2 separate regions of the Gossypium hirsutum genome follow, and region 2 is linked to region 1. A link is a contact called in public Hi-C data. All regions are on one chromosome and are shown on one strand. Each heading gives the region's core, a stretch centred on a gene start, on an enhancer-like site or on the middle of the called end of the contact. The rest is flanking DNA. Distances are from core to core; before and after follow the strand shown. Region 1 holds the start of LOC107943797 (probable trehalose-phosphate phosphatase J). Region 2 holds the start of LOC107898062 (U11/U12 small nuclear ribonucleoprotein 25 kDa protein).

Evidence for each region. Hi-C and Micro-C count contacts between places; a contact is called where the count stands out from the background.
Region 2: a contact with region 1 is called in a Hi-C map of hypocotyl, with 5 times the contacts expected there. The contact joins the promoter of LOC107898062 here to the promoter of LOC107943797 in region 1. A contact is called at or near these places in 11 of 34 Hi-C or Micro-C datasets (callus, fibers, hypocotyl and 2 more).

What each region holds. Positions count from the first base shown.
Region 1 is chrA11:45,895,395-45,902,021 of Gossypium_hirsutum_v2.1, forward strand. LOC107943797 (probable trehalose-phosphate phosphatase J) reads right to left here and starts at 2,901. Exons shown (of 9, transcript XM_016877599.2): 1 at 2,725-2,901; 2 at 2,346-2,617; 3 at 2,120-2,260; 4 at 1,951-2,022; 5 at 1,600-1,851; 6 at 1,364-1,511; 7 at 1,191-1,261; 8 at 1,000-1,092; 9 at 595-920. The coding sequence starts at 2,728. The coding sequence ends at 864.
Region 2 is chrA11:46,189,709-46,196,335 of Gossypium_hirsutum_v2.1, forward strand. LOC107898062 (U11/U12 small nuclear ribonucleoprotein 25 kDa protein) reads left to right here and starts at 4,116. Exons shown (of 4, transcript XM_016823617.2): 1 at 4,116-4,543; 2 at 4,665-4,770; 3 at 4,917-5,016; 4 at 5,353-5,835. The coding sequence starts at 4,324. The coding sequence ends at 5,448. It overlaps LOC107898050 (glutathione S-transferase F8, chloroplastic), which reads right to left. Exons shown (of 3, transcript XM_016823609.2): 1 at 6,447-6,627; 2 at 6,325-6,373; 3 at 5,625-6,230. The coding sequence starts at 6,599. The coding sequence ends at 5,773.

The DNA.
Region 1 (6,627 bases), core at 1,651-4,150:
CAGTTAAATACCAAACTGCCTGTCCACTAATGAAGTGACAAAGGCAGCGTTCTTTATAGAAAAAGCTAAAAAAAATGAACTTATTCACAGACAAGGTTGGATAATAGCTGAGAAATTTGGCCCCAAAAAAGAAATTAGATTAAAGTTAAAAGCATAAGCATAAGCATAGGCTTAGCTTCTTATTTTGAGTTAACAAAAAAAAAAGCAATAACTTAAAATTAAATTTGCAGATGCATATGCTGAGTATCTGAAATTTAAGTGGTAAGTAGCGCATCAGACTTTTTAAATCAATTTTCAATGAATATGCTTAATATTATAATTCCCTTCCACGAGAAAACTTTATATTCATCACAGATATAGTGAAAATGAGATAGTTTTGTTTTTTATGTTATTCGTATTCAAGTGTTATCGTCCAATGTAAGTAAACATTAGACATGAGTATGTTCCATCATTTTTTAGACTAGGCATTATAATTGCTGAACCATTTCTCAATACTTATATTTGAATATACATCCAACATAAATATTAAAAAAAATTAAATGAAGAACCAAAGCAACGTAAACTTTGCTTTTGTTAATAAGAGGGATAAAGAGATAAACAAGGAGAGTAACATTTCTATGCATAATAGACGAATTATGAAGCTACAAGTCATAACCCTTGTACCATGCTAGTTACAAGATGTGCAAGGCCTTCAAGCCTAAAGATACAATACATGTATTATATATATATATTCTTTTTTTTCTTGTTCATTTTTTTTTATCTTAACAAGAATTTACTACATAATTTCGTCCCAACCCTTTATATTTCTTTTTGCTAGGGTGGACAAATGTTTTTCCATATCTTCCTAACTTTTAGATTTTGAATTAAGCTCCCATAGATAATTGTTTCCATTCAACCAGACGCCGTAAAAAATCCATAACCTGCAAGAAAGGAAAGATTATGATAAGTTACCAAAACAAAAATAAAATAATACTTGTTTGTGCTAGTTTTGGAACTTACCTCATCTGGTTCTTGTAAAGAATATGATGCATTGGTGTCTTTGGGGTACTTTGAGACAAGAATTCCGAAACCTTGTCCTCTGTCTCTCAATATCTAATAACAATGGGGAAAAAAACACCACTGTTAGCACAAGATCTACAAGTTTAATAAAGCAAAGACATGCCTTGTCCTTAATTTTGAGCATTGGATACCTTAAATGCATCTTCATCTGTGCGATCATCTCCAATATAGACAGGGAAAACATCAGTACAGTTTGCGAATCCTATAAAAAGATGTTTATAATAACTGTTAGTACACATCATCCCCTCAATGCATCAAATATTATTTATATTAAAAAAAAGAAAAAAAAAAGAAAACAACTTACCAAGAGATTCTAATAAAAATTCAAGGGCTTTCCCTTTGTCCCATTTAATAGTAGGACGGATTTCAAGAACCTTTCTGCCTTGAGTTAGTCGTAGCTTGGGGTACTCCTTTAAAACTGACTTAACCTGTTGTGCCAGTCCACTCCATTTCTGTTGTTTTGAAGCAAAGGGTCAAGTGCCAATAAAATAGTCGGAATAATTCTAAGTTAATAATTGTAATTTGGCTTTTTTTTATTACCTTTTCATCAACACAACGGAAGTGTACAGAGAGACAGAACTTGTTGTTCTCCACCTTAGCTCCTGGAGTTGATTTGGTGGTCTCAACCAATTGTTTGTAAACCTCGTCAATCATGGGAAGAAATTCACTTGCTGGTTGGAAAAGAACATGTTCTGTCACTTTGTCAGTTTTGGAACGTTTCTCTGGCCCTTTAATGTCCATGCCATGACTTCCAGCGTAGTACAGTTCAGCTAATTTCACAAATTTATACACCTACAATTTGCAAAAACAATGAAAAAAATATATTTAAGTTCGGGGGAAAAAAGTTGGTATTTTTTTTTTTAGAATAAAATTTGTGGCCTGGAAATGTACCTTGTCTCTGCATCTGCCACTCACTATAGCAGTAGGAAAACACTTTGCTAGCTTTCTCACTGTCTTTCTCATCTGGTGTACATAAGCATGAAAAAGTAAGTATTGATGAAAATACCCAAAAGGGTTATACAAAGGTTAACCATAGTTTTATATAAGACAAATAGGCAACCTTGTTGGACATGAAAGCTCGATCTGGATCCTCAACAATTGGTGAAAGTGTGCCATCGTAGTCCAGAAACATTATTATTTGTTTCCCTTTCGACGCATCTATTATCTGCTCAAACATCTCCAGGGCAGATGGATGGTGTAGCTACAAAACAAATCAGAATCTTTATTGTGTTGAAGAAAGAGCAAACCCATTTTTATTGAAGGGTTGAAATAGCTTTAGAACTTACATTCCAGGCACCTTGATCATCAGGTGTGGATTTTATATGAGTTGGTGAAGAAGCTCTCATGGAATCAACCCATACACTGGCTCTTGCCCCAGCATTGATTTCAAGGTTGTGAAGCAACCTCTTTGTTGAAATGGAGATATAACCATGGGGTGCTGGCGGCTTTTGAGCTGATACCGTCACTGTGATTGACATGTTGAGGACAGATTTTGCATCAGTCATTATATTTTGACCACCACCACCTATATTCTTTGCTCTCTCTTCTAAGAAACTCACTATAACAAAACAAAGCATTTTTAGCAAAAAGCTGCCTTAAAAACTAAAAAGCCCACAGTTCTCAATAGGTCCCCAAAATACAGAATAACAACAATAAAGAACTTACCCATTTGTGGATATTAAGGTGTCTAAAAAGAACCAAGTGTTAAGATGTTAATGTGAAGGTAAAGAGGAGGAGATTTGAAACAGAGGAGTCTACAGAGTACTCAAAGGAAGAATAGGCAGAGAAATAGGGAGAAGAGAATGTATGTGAGAGAGACAGAAGGGGATTGAATGCCCATTTTATAGCAAACCAGACACAAAGCGACGAAACAAACTAAGTATGCCTCTCTCCTAAATATGGGACCCACCGTCCTCCATGACCATATCCTGAGTTTTTGCTTTAAGGGGCTCCACCGCCACGTGGTCCCACAGCCCAAATCCCATGCCTTTGTTAAAACAGCCGTCTTTAGCCTTAGCAGTGTGAAGTAAAAAGGCAGTTTTAACAGGCTGCTAGCAGTTATGCCATTTGGACCATAGCCTTGGACGGCTCGCATCATATGGGTTTGTGCCACCTGTGCTCACCAAATCGCATCATTTAGCTTGTTAGGTCTGTTCTTTAGTTCTCTATGCAAAAGTTTTATTATATAAATAAATCTTCTTTAAAACTTCACATGAAGCTAGTCAGTATATCTAATTTGATCCAATAGAAAATTATTGCTGTGTTTCTATTGGCTGAATCTAGTCCAGTCTTGAAAATTGAGACAGAACAGTGCCCAGCTCTGCCCAATGTTGGGGCTCATTTAATTAATTAATTATTGTTTATAGTTTATCCTCATTTTCTCTGCTCTTTTGTTTCTGTAAGTGGAAGCATCAGCCGATTACCATTACTTGCATGCCGAGGATGTGATTTACGGTACGAGATTCTATATATCCCTCGCTTACTCAACTTGTTCAACAATTGTCGATTAATTTCAACATAATAATTTGAGATTCACAAAGAAATTTCCTAACATGGGTTTAATCTAATCAAACAATCAAAAGTAACACATGTTTAATTCAAGAAACGGGGAATTGATTCTTCAACCCCTTTGACTGGAAGATGTTTTGAATCTCATATTATTCTGTACAAGAGATTCTTATATTAAAATTTTCTTAATTCGCTGTGGTTCTTTTATTTCTTAATTAAGTTAAAAAAATTTGGTATTTCACGATAAATACATCTGAAATAGAAAGATTGGAGAATCAAAGTCAAATCCCGTAATCAACAATCAATGTAAACGGTCCAAGTCTACAAACAACACATTGCTTTCTTCTACCTATTTTATCTAGGGATGTTGCTAAGTGAACTGAATTATACTCAAATTATGCATACTTTTAAGATAAATATTCCATATTTGGAGTTTTGGAATATTCGGACCCTTTCTTTTTCCTTTTGCTAGGCAACCGGTTTTCTTTTAATTAAATATTAATTATTAGGTTAAATGATGCTATTAGGCCATGCAGTATATGTAACTTGCAAATTTAGTTTCCATGTGACCCAGTTGTTGGATCTATATATAAAATACCATATTCCGTTGTCGAAGTTACTTACTTTTCTATCTTGCTTTATCAAAATGGAAACATAATGGTAAAATTATTTTATAAAAATTTCGAAAACATTTTTTCCTATTTTATGTAAAAAAAATCTTGCAAAATTTAGATTTCACAATATATCAACATTTAAATCATCTCCCAAATCAATTCCCAACACTTAGATTTTTCAAAACATACTAATAAACTAGATTTCTATGATTTACCATTTCATTAAAACAAAAGTTATAAAATACTAGCAAAGAAAACATAACGAAAATATTTAAATTTAGTTTACAACACAATATTATATATATATACAAGCCTAGGTACATGTCATTTATATAAATTGTAAAGTCAACTTTTCACCAACATTGTTTGAGTTGATCTTCGGTTCTTTAGATGCTGTTAAAATGACCTACCGAATCTAACTACTTGCACAGAGAAAATAAACAAACGGTACGCTAAATATTTTTTTATGCTCAGTGGTGCTAATATCATATAAATCATTACATAAGTATTGAATATAAATTAATTGATAGAAATAAAATAAAACTTGATTATAAATATAATTAATAACATCACAATAAAAAAGATTCTAATATTAAAAAACTTTAATATTATGATATTGACAAATCGAATAAAAAAAAGCTTTTTAATCAAATTTAAAATCGCATAATTAATTTAATTTTCACAATACAGATCCTCTTATTTTTCCACTATATTTATTTCTTCAACAAGTGTTGGGATTCGAGTCACACAATCTCTAACATTTATCATTTCAGTTTCATTTCATGTTCAAATTATATATCGCCTAATATAAAATTAGGCTTCCAATACAAAAACGTGCTATACATTTGCTTGTTCAACCATTTGAAATATTAATATTTAAATTCAACTCAAAATCTTGAATTTATTAATTTTATCATTGAAATCATAGTTCGCTTTGCTTCTTTTCTTCGCCTTTCTCCTTTGAGATGCTCGCTTCGTTTTTAGCTATAATAAGAGTAACTCAATACGAAACAATGACATTTATCCATTATAATCCTAAAAGTAATTATAACAAACTTAAATATGCATGGTTCATCAAGTTGACAACTTAAGTTTCTTAGTCCGAAATTCGCATTTCTTTTGACTCAATTATCTATTTTCAATTCTCTCTTCATCAGAATATTCACTGCTTCACAAGCTATCATTTAGCATCAATATTATACAAAGTGGTCAAAGTTCTCTACTTCCCCTTCACCATGGCCGAATGTACCAAATAGACTTCCCATCCATTTTTATTTCTTTTTCACACTTCTAACAAGTTAGAATTCATCTTCTAATAATTTCCTATAAAATAATATACTTATTTCACTTAAGTTTTTTAAGCTTTCATCAATGTCCTTTAGTGACAACTTTCAATATATTTGATAAAATAAAAAACTAATTGTACATATATGTAAAACAAGCTTCCAATATTCAAAATCTATGAAAATTTTGACTTGAATTTAAAGGGAAATGATAAAAGAAATTTGTTTTTCTTCCCCTAACTTTGGTAAATGATAAATAAAAAAAATGAAGAAAGATGTTGATCTCTCTTTTACATATATTATAATAGTACTTATTAAAATATTATTATTTTAAATAAAATATTAAATAATAATTATTTAATAAAAATATAATTTAAAGGATATCATGAAATCATTGATTTTTTTTTAATTTTCCTGAAGTCTTTTTCATCAAAATAAAAATAGAATATTTGCACTTTAATTCCTATACTTTTTCAACTTATTTAATTTAGTTCTTGAATTCGAAACCAAATTTTTAACCTAACCACATGCTCCGACTAATAATTTTCTATGTTTTCATGTCTGACAATTTCCTCTAAAAACGATCACAATTTCTTGTACTATTATTTATTTATAGATCACCTATTCATAAACTTCTACTATAAATATTCTTCTTCTTTTTTTAAAAAAAGTGGAGATGTTACAGAATGCTCTAATTTGATCAATTTTAGTCATTATACTTATTGAATTTTAAATTTTCACTCCTAACCTAAACGATAGCATTTGTAGGGTTGTAAATGAACCGAGCTTGAACAAACAAACATCTGTTCATGTTCATTTGTTTAGTTTTAAGCTTGTTCGTGTTCAATTAGTGTTCATTAAGAATTTCAAATATTTGTTCATGTTTGTTTATTTAAAATTATGTGTATTCATGTTCGTTTATTTAATCTTCATGAACATGTTCATTTAACTTAATCGAACATTTTCACGAACATTAAACGAACATGTTCATGAATATATAATTGAATATGTTCACGAACAATGTTAATAAATAATAAACAAACAAACAAACAATAAATACATACACATGTATATTGTTTAGATATAGAATAGTCAAATATAAACTTTAATAATTATATTATAAATGAAAAAAAATACAAATCAAGACAATTTTATTAATATAT
Region 2 (6,627 bases), core at 2,866-5,365, 300 kb after region 1:
AACAAGTAACAATTCTAATAGCCAATGTTGTTTGAATCAAACTAGACTGATTGGTCAGATCGTGAACTGGTCAAAATACTAGTCCAGATGAGGCTTTGAAATGGTTGACTCGAGAACCAGTCAAACCGGTTTGACCACTATCTGGATTAAAAGACACTGTCAATAGATTTTATGAAGAACTAGATTGTCCTCTTACTATGCTTCGAGTAATTAGAGCATGTTTTGAACATGATATTTATATTAATATATAGATACTTTATGAAAAATATATAGTGTGTAATGATTTGAACCTCAAATAAATAAACTTAGAATTAAAATTGAATGACAAAAATACAAACTATGCAATAAACTAATATTTGATACAAAAATAATATGCAAAATAAATAAAATATTAAATGAAAAAAAGTTACACGAACATGCCATAAATACACAAATGTATCAAAATCTACATAGAATTAATTTTTCATTAACACATAAAATTTAAACCAGTTCATAATAATTTATACACATAAAAAATGTAACACCCTTTACCCGGTCTAGTCGTCGAACTTGAGTAATAGGATGCTACAACAATTACATGCAATTTATTAATAAAAAGTCTCAATCAAATATCATTTCATCACATATGAACAAGTATAACATGTAATTCAATCAATTTTGGGTTTATATCAAGCATTACGAAAGCTTAAAATCAACTCGGTATCAAACAATGATCAATTTGAAATAAAAATGAAAAGTTAGGAAAAAATTGCAAACAGGGGTCACACGGTCGTGTCCCCTGACTGTGTGAAAGGCTAAGACCCTGTGGGATGGGACACACGACTGTGTAGGCAAGCCGTGTAACAATCTGATGTCATGTAGGCTAGAGGCACACGGTCGTGCAAACAAATCGTGTAACTCACTGTTGTCGTGTAGGTCAAAAGTGTAAATATTCAAAAATATGTCACATGACCATGTCGTTGGGCCGTGTAACAAACTGTGGCTGTGTGCACCAAAAATCACCCAAAACCTATAGACTACATAGTCGTACCATATGCCTGTGCATGGCACACGGTCATGTGCCAAGACGTGTCTTAAGTTGTGTATGCATGGAAATACTTTTCAATGCAAGCTTTTTAACCCTAATTCACTTATGCCACAAGCAATGAAATATACCATATCTCAATCAATTCCAAAAGCATGAAAATTATGCCAAAACATCACTTACAACAACTATCCTAAGTGCCTAACCAATATGTCACAATTGTCACCTCAATTAATAATTCAGAATCAACTAAAACATCACATTCATACCATTCCAATATGCCTTTAATAGCACCTCATACTATTAACTAAACATGCATCAATTTAGCCATTCAAACAACATAAAATTTAACCTCTTAAACATGCATCAATATTACCAAATTACTTCCACTCAACCTAGGCATACCAATCACCTTTCCATACCTATTTCATGGCACATTACCAAATCAACTTGTAAGCATAACCACCAAACCATTCAACAAAATGACATTGCCAACATCTATACATATAACCTATACAAAATTCTCAAAAGGGCCAACATAAATCCAACATGAATATTACATAACCATACAACACCTTAGGTACATGACATGACTAAAATAAAACCATCACCAACACTTGAGTCTAGGATTGCCACTGGATGCTGAGTCAACGATCGAATCAAAAAGTACCTAATTTGCGCACGGAAAATAAAATCATATGCTGAGTATAACTCAGTGCCATTTCTATAATCCAAACATTAAAACATAACTTAATACATTTAAAATGACCAAGAAAGAATTAAATGATATTATACAATTAATATGTCATTTGTACCAATTCATACGTTCATTGATTAAATCTAATGCATTTTACTAATGTTAAAACATGGAAAATTTACTTCACATCTCTTTTGATATCTCAATTCATAAGATGGTACATTCCACCTAAATTTCCAAATCCATAATTTCAATAAACATTTCTATCACTGTTCCAATTCATTTCACCATTGAATATTCCATTACACATTTCATTTCCATTTCATATCCAGTTGCCATTTCAATAGCAACAATTACATCTCATATAGTTTATTTCCAATCATATGGATTTTGAGGACTTATTCAATATCATCATTTCAATCACAAACATTGCATTTTTATCTTTTAACTCTCTATTAACACAACTCGGACTCGGACGGATACACGTATCCAACCAACACACCAGTTTGACACCTAGTGCCTCATCAAAGAAATTTGAAACAAATAGTTGCGCCCAACGCTATCAATAAGTTTGACACCTAGTGTCTTATCGGTTTAACCGATGCAAATTGTCACCCAATGCCTCATCGACTCGTAGTCAAAGTAACCCTGAACTCTTTCTACATGCCAACTATATTCGACTTTATCTGAACAGTTAATAGGGTACTCATTACTCAATTTATTATCAATCAACATCTTATTTCACATATATATTCATCATTAAATCATTCATCCACACTCATGACAACATCAATCATCTTTATATGCATTCAATTACACATTCATATAAAATATACATTTTTCATATAATTTCAGTGTAGTCCTCCCTAGCCTTATTCAATCCAAATCAATCCCAAAACAACTCATCATATCAAAATGCCTCACCTTAAGTTCTTACCATGCAACAACGTTCAATATGCAGTAATTTATAAGTAGTTCAAATTATAAAAATACAAACCGTAAACACCGAGCTATTCGTCAACGACTTTGTCTTTTCCTTTCTTTTTTAAAGGATTTCAGTCAACGTTAACAAATTAAAACTTGAACTTGGAACCCTAAAGCCGTTTGTCTTCTTCCCTTTTTTCTTTGCTTCGAAATTTTAGAATGGAAAAAGAAATATGTTCTACATAATAATTCACTAATAATTAAATTTTTGACACTTCTACGATTTAGACTTTACACCTTAATTAAGCATTATTTCGACAAAATTACTCGACCAAAATTCAATTTAGTTCTAATATAACTCTGTAAATATTTAATAAAAATGTTTACAGATTTGATTTACGTAATAAGAGTTCTAAAACTACACTTTTCAACAACACTAACTTTTGAGTCGTTACAAAAATATAATGTAAATACAATATGAATCACTAGGATAAATTATAGAAAATATAAGATGAAGTAAGACAAAATATAAACATGACAATAAAGAACAAATTAATCTTTAATTGAATCATTATGATAAACTACATTAAACACGATAGACACAAGAATAACATGATAAAGACAAACATACACAAACATGTTAAAAAAACATACATGATATACAAAATATAAATTCATCATACTTTAAATACAAAAAAACACAGGAACATATGTAAAAAATAATATGAGCACACAAATGTGATAGAATTTAATATAAATAAATTATGGCATAATAATTTATTTGGTCTTTCAATTTTATAAAAAAAATATTTAGCTATTTATTTAATTTTTGTCTCTTTTAATTATTAACTTGTGTTTTTGTCAAGTCACCCCAAAATAGATAGAAAAATTAACTTTTTTTTTAACTTTGCTGTTGTAGCATACATGTGGATTGCCATGGATGACACATCAACATTTAATTAATTCTTTAAATTTAAAAATTCAAAAAAATATAATAAATATTTTTTAAAATAAAAATCATTAAAATTACTAAAAAAGTATAAAAAATCTTTTTTTTCATATTTTACAAATTTAAAAAAGTACAAACATTTACTTTTTCTATTCATTTTGAAGTAATTTGACAAAAATACAAGTTGGAGAACCGAAAGAGACATAAAGAGTTAAAATAACCTCTTTTGTAAAGTTGGAGGGAAAAAATCATTGTGCCATATATTATTAAAATGTAAATCTTAAATAACTTTATAATATATTAAATTTTAAAAAATAAGACATTAAATATTTCACTTTCGTCCTTAAAATGATGGCTCTTTAAATGTATAATTTTACCTTACCAAAATTATCCTCTTGAAATCATTAAACAGTTTGGTGATTTGGCTAAAAATCAGCCATGGTTAATTTTCAATTAAGCCATCGCATGCGTTGGGATAGTGCTTGTCAGCTGGGAAGAACATAATGCTTATCTGCTGGGAATCGGCGGTTTACAATGTCTAGATGTGCTCAGAGTATTGGGTTTAGGCTAGTAGCTCAAACAGTTTTAGCCCAAAGCTCTTACTCTTGGGTTGGCCCATCCTCATGAATCAAGTATTTGACTTAGAATTTCCAAAATCCAGTGAAGCATATCGGCAACCAGTATCCTTTCCGCTTGGTTTTGGGCGATTAGCGTCAGCATAGTGTATGAATGGAGTCAGGGGCGAAGGAGGAAGAGAAGGTGATGGGATACAACAGCAGAAACGTGAAGAAAGCGGCGTTACATTCAACATTGACCGCATTCCTTGACGATCCAATTCTCGCCGATGTCCCTAAGAAACCCAGTTTGTCCGATGTCGATACCCTAATGAACCTTGAATTGGGGAGTGCCATGTGTATCTCTATACTCAAATTAGATGGAACTTCCTTCGGTACACTTCGAATGCTCTTTCTCTCTCTCTCTCGCAGCTAGGCAGGCCTTTAGCCACATATAATTTGTGTTTGAAATTGAAGTCGGTACTTATTTGGATTGGCTTTCCTTGGAATTTGAAGATGTTGCGGTGATGAATTCAGCCACGGTGAAAGACTTGAAGCTCGCAATCAAGAAGAAAGTGATCGAGTTAGAGCAATCCAAGATGGGTCATCGACACATTTCATGGTTTATCATCTTGTTTATGCTCTTAAACCACCCTCACATTACTCGGTGGCATTTTGATGTATTAGAGAGAAAAAAAAAACTTCAGAGTAATTACGTTTACTATAAAGTTCTGTTTTTGAAGGTTTTTTTTTTTTTTGTGGTTATAGGAGGCACGTTTGGGCTAATTTCTGCCTAGCACACCACAATGAGAAGCTCCTTGATGATGGCGCTGCACTTCAGGATTTTGGTGTTAGAAATAATTCTCAGGTCTTATATTTGGGCCCTTCACTTTTTTGGAAATGGTTTTTTTTTTTTAATAATCGTTCTTTTCTCGTTTCCTGCTTATGATCTCACCCTGGAGCCTTAACATCCATTGACCTTGCAAATATCAACTTGAACAGGATTCATATGCTAATGAATTATGAGAATCCATCATCCCAAGTAGGTTTTTATAAATATCATTGAGAGGAATCTTAACTTAAAATTGATCTCGAAAATTGGCTCTCATTTACAATTACTGGGGCTATAATGTCTAGCAGCAGGCGGCATGTAAAATTATAAACATGAAGAATTTCTCCGAGGATGTTATGATGTGTATTGCAGGTACATTTTTTACCCTATGTTGTCTCAAAAGGTTCTGGGAGACATTCTAAGAGGAGAAAACACCGCTTCTTCCTTGGCCTGAACAAGCAATCATGATGACATTCAGTCATTGAGGCATCCTGTTTTCTGAGCCAACTCATTCCACAAATTCAATGTTCCATAGCAGAGTAAATGTGGTACAAGTACATTAATTTCTAGTTGACATTTTAAATAAATTTTAAAGCTCTTCTAATACTAAATTATTAATAAAATTAGCTTTATCATATCTCGGATTCTCAAAACCAAATACATTAATCACGTCATCATCTCCAAAAGTACACAACAAAGGCAATAACAAGAAGGAATTACAGCAAATCCCTCATAGAGTTCAACAATAAGAGTAGCATGTAGGAAAAGGCGAGCAAACAGAGCAAGGCTGTATCAACTGCTGTGCTTCTGCATATCAACTACCTTTTTCCAGGAATCACGGCTGGAAATCTCAGCCCACCACCTCCCTACATTTTTCTTGGAAGTGAAGAGCTCACCCCTGTCAGTAGCATTCACCAAATAATGTGTGTTAGGCAAGTGGGAAAGATCTGCCAATGAAAACTCATCCCCGGCCAAGAACCGACTTTCTCCTAGCCTTTTCTCGTACACCTCCAGCACTTTAGCCAGCTTATCGTGGTTTTGGTTGATCAAGGATTGGTCTTGCTTAATCTTCATTCGGGGTGCAAATGCAAGTTGGAATACCAGAACTGAGCTTGGGGGGTTAAAGCTCTGCCCTTCTGCCTCCAACCATTGATCTATTGAAGCTTTCGCCAACGGGTTGCTCCCATACAATCCCTTGTTCCCCTTCTCTGCATACTTTTCACATACATACCTACAAATCGCCCGTGACTCTACAAAATTCAATTTCCCAAATCAAAATCTTAGCCACAATACTCAAACAAAAAGTACCAACCACAAAATGCAAGTTTGGGAATGATTGATTACCAAACAGGGAGGTGCTTTCGTCTTGAAATGCCGGTACTTGACCAAAGGGCTGTCGAAGCCAAGAATTAAAATAGTTTAGTTCAATTTCAGGAAGCAGATAATTCATTCATGTATGTATGTACCTGGATCTTGAGGAAATCAGAACTTTTGTGCTCTCCCTTGGACATGTTAACGGGAATAAGCTGGAATTGAACATCTTTCTCAATGAGACAAGCTAAGACCCTAGACACAGCAGTAGACAATGGGGGGCCATGCACTTTCACCGGAGTTGCCATTTGGAAGTGCCGTCTACTTTGTCCTGCG